Regions from separate parts of the Pan troglodytes genome. Here region 2 is linked to region 1. The links are chromatin contacts, called in public capture Hi-C maps. All regions are on one chromosome and are shown on one strand. The core of a region is the stretch at or near the end of the contact, and the rest is flanking DNA. Distances in the headings are between cores, read along the strand shown. Region 1 overlaps LOC107968432 (a long non-coding RNA gene). Region 2 has its middle 21 kb from the start of NR2F2.

Region 1 (5,085 bases), core at 1,160-3,659:
TAACTGGGGGGTTAGAAATTCAACATGTGAATTTTGGGGGAACACAGTTCAACCCATAACAACTGGTAGTTAAGAAATCGCCATAAACAGATTATAAGCTGAATTAAAATTTTGTAGAGAGAATAATTCTACCATACCTTACTATATATAAAGAGAAAGTTGTGGAGTCGCTACCATGTGGAATATAAATGATGAACTTGTGTTACCGTAAGCCACTGGAAAGTACATCATAGTCGTCGATCTTTAAAAACATTATAAAGAACTTTCCAGAGAAAATTACATGGATCAAAAATGTCAACATCTTTCTTCTGAGCATGTGAACTCAAAATACTTTGCATGCCATTTAATTTGTTTTTTCCCTCCCCAAATCTCTTGAGATGAATAAAGGACACGCTTTAGGTGACAAAACAGAGGTGCAAAAAATTGCAAGATCATTTGTTCCACACCATCTTCATTTTCCATAGGCAGGAAAACATTTGTCCTCTGTGCTTGCTTTATTGGAGGCATGTCTGCCTGGCTGGTTAGAGCATGAATAAGATTATGGGATTCCACGTTTGTTGATCTTTAAGTGAATTGTATTCATGAAATAATCGGGGCGGAGGTGGGTCTTGAGGGAAGCCCAAGCATCTACCAGTCTGGGACTTGAGCCAAGTGAGAGCTTTGGCTTTTTTTCAGTGTGAAAGAGACTAGATAGCTGCCGCCGTCTGCCTGCTATCTCAGGATGGGAGGTGGAAATTTAAAAAATATATAAATTTATATTTATATGTATTATATGAAATATAAAGTATTTCATATCTATTTGTCTGTCTGAAAAGAACGTTGGACAGGGAACTGGGTTCCAGTCCTCATCCTGCCACGAAACTTACTAAGTGATTTTAGGCAGGTCCCTTCACCTACTGGAACTGCTTTCTCAGCTGCACATTCAAAGTTTTAGCCTGGGTGTCCGGCAAGGTCCCCCAAAACCTGAGAATTTCATGAGGGAGAGTGTTCCAAGTGTTCAAAGCGATTTTCGTGTGGTTAACGCTAAGGATACATTGGCCCTCAAAGAACCTTCATTCTGTAACCTTGTCCCTAACATACTTAGTTACCTCTGTAAGACTTGTTTGGGGTGGGGCCGGGGGAGGGCAGGGAAGTGTCAGGGTTTTTAAAACAAAAGGAAGAGTTCTCCTCCGGCCTCCTGCAGACCTCCTCACCTTGCAGACCAGCTGCCTTTTCTGCCCCCCACCGCCAACCCTGAGTTTCCACTCCTGGAATAGGCATCAGCTCTGCAGAGTTTTTATGCTGTGAACTCAAAATTTCCGGGGCAAAAATCTCTGCACCCAGGATTTGCCCCTTCTGAACAGTTTCACCCATTCTTAAAGGAAGGGAAGTTAAAAAGAGTGGGGTCGAGGCCCGGAGGATTTAAACAGAGGCCTCTTTATCTTCTTCTCCCCTACTACCGCAGGGCAGCCTCCGAAAGTTATCAGAGTGTCATTAACAGGGACAGCTGCTGGTAAACAAGGAGGATGTCGACACCAGCGCCTCCGTCAACAGGAATTTCACTTTAATCTGTCCCTTACTTAAAGAAACACTCCTCTCATGCTCTCTCTCTCCCTCCCTCCACGGTGCATCATTTATTTATCTCCGTCAACTTCCAGATAGAAGACTGGCCTTAACTCCAGAAAGCCCACTGGGATAGAAAATTAATAAGGTGCTAGGGACATCCACCTTAGGTCAATTCGAGGGGACGCGGAGAGAAAGGGAACTCGCTGTGGAGGTCCCTGCTTAGCTGGAAACCGATCCTACATATTTATAAAGGTGAAACTGGAGGGCTGCCAAGCGCCTGCATTTAAGTGATTAACAAATGTTTCTCTTTAAGTGGACACCTCTTGTTCTAAATATATTTGACAAGAATGCAAAGAGTCATCTGGAGGGCAGAGAGGGCGAGCCCGGGCCTCCTCTCGCGAGGCGGACAGGCTGGCAGGCCCGGCTCCCCGCTCGGTGCCAGCCCGGTTCACCGTCGCCGGTGGGCAGGCTGCCAGCGCCAGCGGCTCCCCGCTGTTTAACGACAATGGATTTACTGCTTCTCTGCATATTGGTGTTATTTTGTATAAACAAGGTTAACACTCCTTTTAAATTAAATGCACCACCTGGTGACTGAGTGGGTGACCTTGCCAGCTCTCTTCACCTGGCTCGGGGAAGCCCAGGCTTTCGCTCCGATTTCAACCTGTGGCTGTCCTTGGAATCTCTTTTGCTTCTCATTTCAACAGAGCTTCTGGAGGAGGTTGGCCGGTGACTTGCCCTCTGACCCCGCCGTGGGGGACGAGACCCGATGGAGGTACTAGGGGCCCCTGCGGCTGAGCCCGTGTGCAGGCACCTTCCACGTGGCGCAGGGCGGATCAAGGCTTGCCCGGGGCCAGCGCGGGGCTGCCGCCAGCACGAGAGCCTCGGGGACCGCCCTCCTCCGGCAGCCGGTGTCAGCGGAGAGTGACAGACGGTCTGGTGGGCCCTGCCAAGGCAGCCCCTAAATAGAGATCTCCAGAGGGGGCAACACCATAAAAAAGGTTCTTTGTGTTTCACTCTAGCGTGCTATTGCTCTCATATAGAGCTCGGCACTTTCCCCAACCTCTAGGAATTCGAACACCTGGAAAAATTCTCCTGGCTTTACATTGGAGGAAATTTAATGGTGTAAACAAACTCTGCAGGGGGCCCCCTTTGATTTGAGAAGGCAGTGATCTGCGGTGCAGTGCTGAGCCGAAGGGGCTTGGAAACGACTTTGCCTGAGAATGTCCATTCCGCAAACACTTTAAGGATGGCTTGGAGTTGTTTAGAAAAATTTAGGTAGACAGCACCGTCTTGGAAGCGTCTAGAAACTTCGAGAGAAATAAACTTCAGTTACTCGTTTAATTACAGGCATCAGCTTGCCAGTTCCCTGCTAACTGTCCATTTCCGAATAGGGCAGAATTTTTCAGGGGTCTTTGCTGTGCTACTACAGCTTAATGAATTGTAGACCGGTTTGTCAGCCTTATTTTAGCTCGGCAAATAAGGAAATCATACCTGGGAAAGTGAAGTGACTTCCCCAAGGTCACCTGACCCAGAAGCCAAGACTCCAGGCTTGTAAGTTCCATGATGTTGATGCCCTTATTGTTTCCCTGTGGAGTCCTGCTACCCAGAAAGTAAGCTGTGAGCTGTAAGTATAGAGAGTTTTACTCTTAGCAGCGTAGAAATAGCTGGGTCAATAGCTTCTGCTTAAATAGTTTCTTAGTAGCTCAAATTGGAATAATAGAAATGTCTCTTTAAATAGGCAAAGTCATTCCAGTAAGTGATATAATTTTACTTGCTAGAATCCTAATAATTTTATTAAAAATAAGATATGGAATGTGGATTTATTAATACCTTTCAATATTTGAGGTAAAATGTGACCTTGTTTCCCAAAATCTATCTAATGAGTACATTTTGTGTGTGTGGTGGGGGGAAGAAACCAAAAACAACCTAACATGAATAAGATGCATTGTCTATGCACAATGAGTGTTGTGGCCTGTTTCTAAAGACATTCAATATTTAGTGTGGACATCAGAGTGCCAGGTTTTGAGGACACGAAGATAAGACACAATCAGGATCTAGATTAATTAAGGTCCAAGGAAATTAGTGTGTACATAAAGAACCACTGTGGGTACAGAAAGTTCAGTGCAGGAGGCATCTAACACCGGCTGTCCAAGCTGACTTCGCAGAGCAAATAGTGCTGTACCCTAGGCAATTCCATTTGTGTTATTGTGGAACAAGTCACAACAGACATTCAACTTGGCTTATACAGTGATTCCTGTTTGCTAGGTATTGTCCTAAATGCCTGGCATAATCCTCATAACAACCTTCTGACGCAAGAAATGTTATCAGCTCTACTTTACAAATGGGGAAACTGAGGTATGGAGAAATTAGGTAACCTAGTCAAGGCATCACAAGGAGGAAATTCACATCCAAGCAGGCTGCTGCCCCTCTGTGGTTCCGTGTTCATTGTCTTGGTATTACCATACACAGGCATTACTTTCCTCCCTTCAAACACCCTGCCTTCTAGGTACTAACTATCCCAATAGAAGATAAACTTTTAACTTTTAAAAATTATCTATTGCCAGACATTGTTATGGACTTTACATACAATGATCTTACTATCTTTTTCCCCCTAACCCTGAGAAGAGATAGATATTATTTCCTCATGTTATAGATAACAAGACTGCCACAAAGCTCGTTAGCTGCAGCAGCGACTTTCTTTTTATCTTCTTAAATAACTTCATTGAAACTAAATTCTTAGAGGTATCCGATGATTTTCTAGGGTGGTAATTATTTCAAATATTCTTTTCTACTGTACGACCAGATTCCCAGGGTTTTTGTTTGGAAGTGGAAGGCACAGAGGCTGTCATGGAAAACACACAGCAAACAAGACAGCTCCACAAAAAAATGAACATCTTTACCCAAGGGGGTTTTGCAGAAATTGCAGCAGGGATTAATTATTGAGAACTGAGGTTGTCAGGAATGCAAGCGGTAATTTCTAGCTCATCTAACCCTGCAGTAGGATTTCCTTAGAGCAAATAGGTTTCTTTTACCTTTGGAAGGTAATATAATATTATAGTAACATAGTATGATATTATATGTTGATACAAGTATATATTATATAATACTAAAGAAGATTGGGAAAACTTTGAAGAAGGGAATAAAAAATTATCGAAAATTTCATTACTGCAAATATTTTTGACATTATTCCTTCCAGCCTTTTTTATTAATACACATAAATTTTGTTAAGGAAAAAAGTGTGTATAAATACACACATGATTAGGATAACTGTCATGCAGATTTGAATGCTACTCTTAACTTGATAAACATTTTTTCACTCTCAAATATTCTTTAAATTTTTCATTTATCGTGTCTACATAATTTTATTATAAGTATTTATTATAGTTTTCCATAACCCAGATTAATAATTCCCCTATTCCTGGACCTATAGGTTATTTTCAATTGCTGCTATTATAAATAATCTTGCATATATATTTTGGCTGCCTAAAAGGTTTTCCCCTGCTTCAGTGGAATCCTTAGAAGTAGAGTTATTGGATCAGA
Region 2 (5,085 bases), core at 1,532-4,031, 290 kb before region 1:
GTTCCAGTCTGTCGCCAAAGGCCCTGGATAACCGGGCCTCAGTGAGGCAACACAAGGGATAAATGGATTTTATCTCCAGGAGCATGGCCACTGGGCCAGGGGATTATTGCTTAGCCAGAGAAAATGTAGTGGGGAGGGGAATAAAGAAAAGAGAGAAGTTGAGGAGGACAGACACAAAAACAAACAAACAAAAAAAATTCAAAGGGAAATTCTGAAAGTGGTTTCCTGTCACATACACTGAGACATTAACACACACACACACACACACACACACACACACACGGATTTTATTAAACAAACAAGCCAACAACCAAACGCACATCAAAACCACATTTGCTCCTGCTGTCATAGGAAAAGAGGGTTTGGAATGATTGTAGGGTTCTGGTAGGAACCCTTCTGGCCTTTACTACTATCAGTACCTCCCCATCCCCTCACCCCCCCGCCCCAGCATTTTCATAAACGCTCTGAAGTCCCCGCTGGAGAAGGGGCCGCACTAGAGGCTGCAAGCAAGGGGAGGACTCCCTGTTGGAGGCGAAGGGGTCATGTTTCCAAGTAGAGACATCAGCAAACCACAATCTTAGTGACAGTGACAGCGCAAAATTATGTTTAATGTTGCAAGGGGGAAAGGGGAAATATAAAATTAGCGCCAAGAAAATGTTTCCCAGACCTTCCTCACAATTAGGGCATATGGATGGGCACAACGGCGGGGTCGACAGTGGGGATGGTGGGGCCTAGCCGGGTGACCGTGTTGGGTGGAGGCAAAGGCCGGAGTCCTCACTCCCCAGGAGGAAAAGGAAAGCTTCTGGAGAGAGATTAATGACACTCCGCCCAATCACTTCACTGGGTTCGGAACCTTTTTTGCAGAAGAGGGGATGTTCTAGATTTCCCATCCTGGCGGAGATGACAGTTCAACGACCGGCCTACTCAGTCCCAAAGCCACAGGGCGTTTTAATTAGTGATGAGGCTGGTGAAGGGGCTGGCGGAGCCTGGAAGGCGGAGAAGGAAATGCGGAGGGGGAGATGCACAGCCCCAGACCCCTCCCCCTCCTCGCCGGAGCCTCGGGAGCTGTAGGCAGAGGATGCTGAAGCGGAGTAAGAATTACTTAATAAATTAGCTGCCCCTCTTTAGAACTTGCTGTCAGCCCCGCCTCGGCAGCCGCACGTAGGCGAGCGAGACCCCATTGCCTTCTCACTACGCCCCTGGATCTCCATAGGCGCACCCCCACCCCAACCAGGGTCTTGGACAGGCAGACAGCGGACAGCCCAAGGGATTGGCCCAGAGAGGGCCAGGGCGGTGGGAACGGTGGCATTTTCAAGGAGGAAGCAGTTTCTGTTCAGTGCGGGAGATTATTTCCTAAGCTGCTTATTTAAAGAGACAGAGATGAGAGAGAGAGAAAGAGAGGTTGATTCCCTTCTTGTTGTGGTTATAAAAAATTTAATTTTGCCTTTGTCTAGAAAGCACTGTATTATTGTGATTATTAAACAACATCGTTTCCCTTCTTACTGCCAGGCAAGGGGAGGGGGAAGAAAGAGAGAGGATAAGGAACATTTATTTTAAAAATAATACATATTACAAATAAATGTATTTTTAAAAACTAAACCAGGCAGATAAAGGCAGATGAGAAACTGCAATGAGAGAAAGGGGGGGGGGGGGAGAGAAAATAGTTTGATTATTTAAAGGCTAATCTATGCAGAAGAATCAGAAAAAAGAAACTTGGGAAAATAAGGCAGCTGCCATTTCCTACGTGTTAGCTACATGACTTGAAAAAAAATAGGAAAAGAAGCTATTCTTAGGTATAGCCAGGGTTGTAGTTTTATACTTTGATTTTAGCAACAAGTATGAAAAGATCTAAACTAATTGATTGCTGAGTTCCTTGGCCCTTTTCCAAAGAGCAATATAGATTTAATTGTATGTTGCTTAAAACTCCATTTCTCGAACAGTGTGAAGCATGTAATAAAAGTCATAAACCGTATCGGAGATTTTTTTTCCCCCACAAGCATAAATACCCAACTGACACTTGGAAATCTTAGCTAATACTCCTAATGGGTTAAAACAAAACAACAAAAAACAACAACAAAAAAGGCATCTGTGAGGGGGAGCCACATAATAAAATCCAAACTGTTAATCCATTTTAACTCATTCAAAAGAGCCTGCAGTTGCGGATGGGTGTTTTGCAGAGGCGGGGCTGGGGTGAAGATACCCCACATCAGACACCTGATTTGCTCAAATTCGGTCCATCTAAACCACTCTCCCCTAAAGGAAAGAAGTCTGGCCTACAAAAAGACACCAGAAATATCTCCACCAGAGAAAATGGATCTGAAAGTTGCAGCCGAACTGCCTGGCCAGAACTCTCTCTGGCCAAGAGACAGGGAAGCCACTCCGCGGCTTTCGCTCTCCGCTGCCCCTAGCCTGGCATCCCCCAAGGAAAGAGACCGGCCTGGAGACGCCGTGGGAGCGCTCCAAAGCGGCGCGGCAAAATCCACCCCTCTCCCCCTCCTAGGCAGCTCTCCCTTTCCCATTGTCCTCCGTTATCCCTGACCCCCAGTTGCTGTTGGGGTCCAAAACCACCCGCGGCTCCCCCTCGGCCAGCTGTATCCTGCAGAAGCGAAGAGTCCCAGCCACGCCTGCGATTTGCTCGGAGATCTGCCGCTGCAGCCAAGTTCGCGGCCGCCATCAAGCTGGCGGCTGCGCGCGTCTCGGGCCGTGCCCTGGCGTGGCCACGCGGGCCGGCTGCAGGCGGAGATCTGTAAAAATCCACGTGAGCCGCCCCCTCCTCCTGCTGCCCGCGGCCCCTGACACTGCAGCATTGAAGCCTGCCCGGAGGTCCCCGAGGTCTCCGAGTGTGACAGTACTCAGCATAGCGGGTAGATGGCACAATTTTCTAACATTTAGAGAGAGGAACCCACGCTGGGAGCAATAAGTCCATTTAAAAGCCCTTTATTTAAAAGGAACAAAGATAACTGACAAGCGAAGTACAGAGACATCTCAATGAAATTTCCAAAGAAGAAAGAGAAATCAGAGGCTAAAGCAAATGCGAACTGGGCTTGATGGAACAGGCCAGCACTTTCCTCCCCCTCAAAAGGAGAGCAGATAAAAGACAAAAAGAAAGAGGTGGTGGTCATTGGGTCTGTGCGGTAAGGATCACAGCCCAAACCAAATTCTAAAAGTCCACAGCCACTAAACTTTAAAATGGCCGGGTGGCCTCGGTGGGGGAAGGTGAAGGAGAAGCTAGATCCGTTTGGGGGAAAGAGATATGGAAGTTTTGCCCCTGCCTTGGAGGCTCTTCCCCAACCTTTGATAACAGGTATCTCTGCTTTGGCTTGGGGTCTAGGGAGCCCCAGGAGGATGGGCAGGCAAGGCATTCGCTCTGGGCACACCTGAGCCCTTCCAAGGGGCTGGGCACCACAGGCTTCTGTCCTACAGCCACGTTTCCTACAATGGGGCCCAGGGCTGGGCCGAGTCAGCCACGATCCCAGACACTAAGATTTGGTCAAAAGCAGGGCACTTAAGCTCACACTCAGAGACTTGGGTACAATTGTGCCCCTTCCAAACTAAGAAGGGCATGATGGCACCCACTGATGTCTCCTGGCAACGCCAAGACAGCCCACACTTCATCTTGTGCTCTGGCACCGCCACCACCCTCTCCCTCCCCACCAAACCTACACGCCAGATCGATCCCCCTTGCCAGGAGAGCCTCAAGCTGAGAGGAGGAAACAGAGGAGGGGGCGAGAGGCCAAGGGATCCGTGAGGCCACCTCTCTGGTCATCCGGGCCGGCCTCTGGCCCCGAGCGACCCTGGCCAACCAGGACCAGCGGTGGGAAGGGGCACGGCAGCTATCGTCCGCAGGGGGTCAAATGATTGCATTTGGGTGGGTGCTCGCCGACATATTTGCTGAGTAAACCTCCCTCGCTGGGCTGAAGGCGAATCCCCGTTGATAAATCCATCATTACCGTTCGGATTCAGGGAGGCAGCCGCGCCACTAAATTCATCTTACATTTGTAGCGCTTTAATAGACATTTATTAAATGCTTTTAGAGAGAGGCATGGGGTGCGTGATTACATCCTAGTTATAGACAGAACATAAAGACCCACGTTAACACCCATTTGCAGGAAGGAAGGAAAAGGTGGGGAGGGGGTGGTAAGGCAGAGAGATGAAGTGAGGAGAGGCAAGGAGAGATGGGGCGGGCAGGGGCACGGTGTCTAGGCGTTATTAACGAGGGCTGCCTGGCGGGAGCCTCGGGAAGTGGCAGGCTGCGGAGAGAAGTACTCGCTCCCCTCGCAGTTCCTGGGGCTTCCCTTCCCTTGCCCCCCACCCACAATCCCCCCGTGGTGGGCTCGTATTCTCTCTGCCAGGGAACAAGGGACGCCGCAGTGCCTCCGCCGACCCTTCTGTCCCTCCAACCCCCACTGCTTCTTCACTTTATTCCAGGCCTCTCCAACTTCGACCCTTTGGAGTGGCCAAACCAGAAAGAGAAGGGAGGGAGTCCCCGCATGCCGAGGACCCCAAGAACTCCTTTAAAGCATCCTCTTCACCCCACCTCACCCCCAACCCAGAGAGCAACAGAGCTGGGCCAGGTTCCTGCAGCAGAAAGCAGACGCCCAGGCCACCGGGCGGAGTACATCTGCTTGCTCAGAGGGTTCCTTGGCCTGGCAGTCTTTGCGGAAGGACCCCCTGCTCTGAGCCAGGAGGAAGCCATGCCACTTTCGCGCCTTCCATCATCTCGTGCCTGGGAACTTGCCCTGGACTTGCCCCGCACCCCCCGACCTCATCCTCAGGGAGCTGCTCCTGTAGGGATGCCTGGGCCTCCAAAGGGCCTAACGCCTTCCTGAGGGCCCCATTAGCTTCGCCTAAAAGCCCAGTCCCCGAGCTCTGCCGGCTCTGCGCGCGCTCTCTCACCGCGCCCTCGCTCCCCCGGGACGCAGCCACCGACCCAGGCCGGGACAGCAGCCGGCAGGACTCCGGGCCCTCCCTGGCTCTTGGTAAAGAACACTTCCGCTATCTCAAAGTTGCCGTAAGAAAATAAATACAAGTGACATTGTACTGGGCCAAAGCTCATTAGTTCGTTGTCCAGGCCTAATAAAGGAA

Evidence for each region. Capture Hi-C pulls out chosen DNA fragments and counts their contacts.
Region 2: a capture Hi-C map of stem cell-derived neural stem cells shows a contact between it and region 1, with 3 times the contacts expected there. The contact joins two enhancer-like sites. A contact is called at or near these places in 1 of 1 datasets of contacts at active chromatin or transcription factors (stem cell-derived excitatory neurons) and 1 of 1 other capture datasets (stem cell-derived neural stem cells).

The regions. Positions count from the first base shown.
Region 1 is chr16:87,863,230-87,868,314 of NHGRI_mPanTro3-v2.0_pri, reverse strand. All of the region lies in intron 2 of LOC107968432 (a long non-coding RNA gene), which reads left to right. Among named protein-coding and RNA genes, the nearest start is that of NR2F2, 270 kb to the left of the region's middle. Within about 2 kb of position 2,409, at least 2 of the 24 cell types and tissues checked have an H3K27ac peak or open chromatin away from gene starts, as enhancers often do. A contact at or near this core is called in stem cell-derived neural stem cells, where this site is marked.
Region 2 is chr16:88,155,422-88,160,506 of NHGRI_mPanTro3-v2.0_pri, reverse strand. No RefSeq gene overlaps it. Among named protein-coding and RNA genes, the nearest start is that of NR2F2, 21 kb to the right of the region's middle. Within about 2 kb of position 2,781, at least 8 of the 24 cell types and tissues checked have an H3K27ac peak or open chromatin away from gene starts, as enhancers often do. A contact at or near this core is called in stem cell-derived neural stem cells, where this site is marked.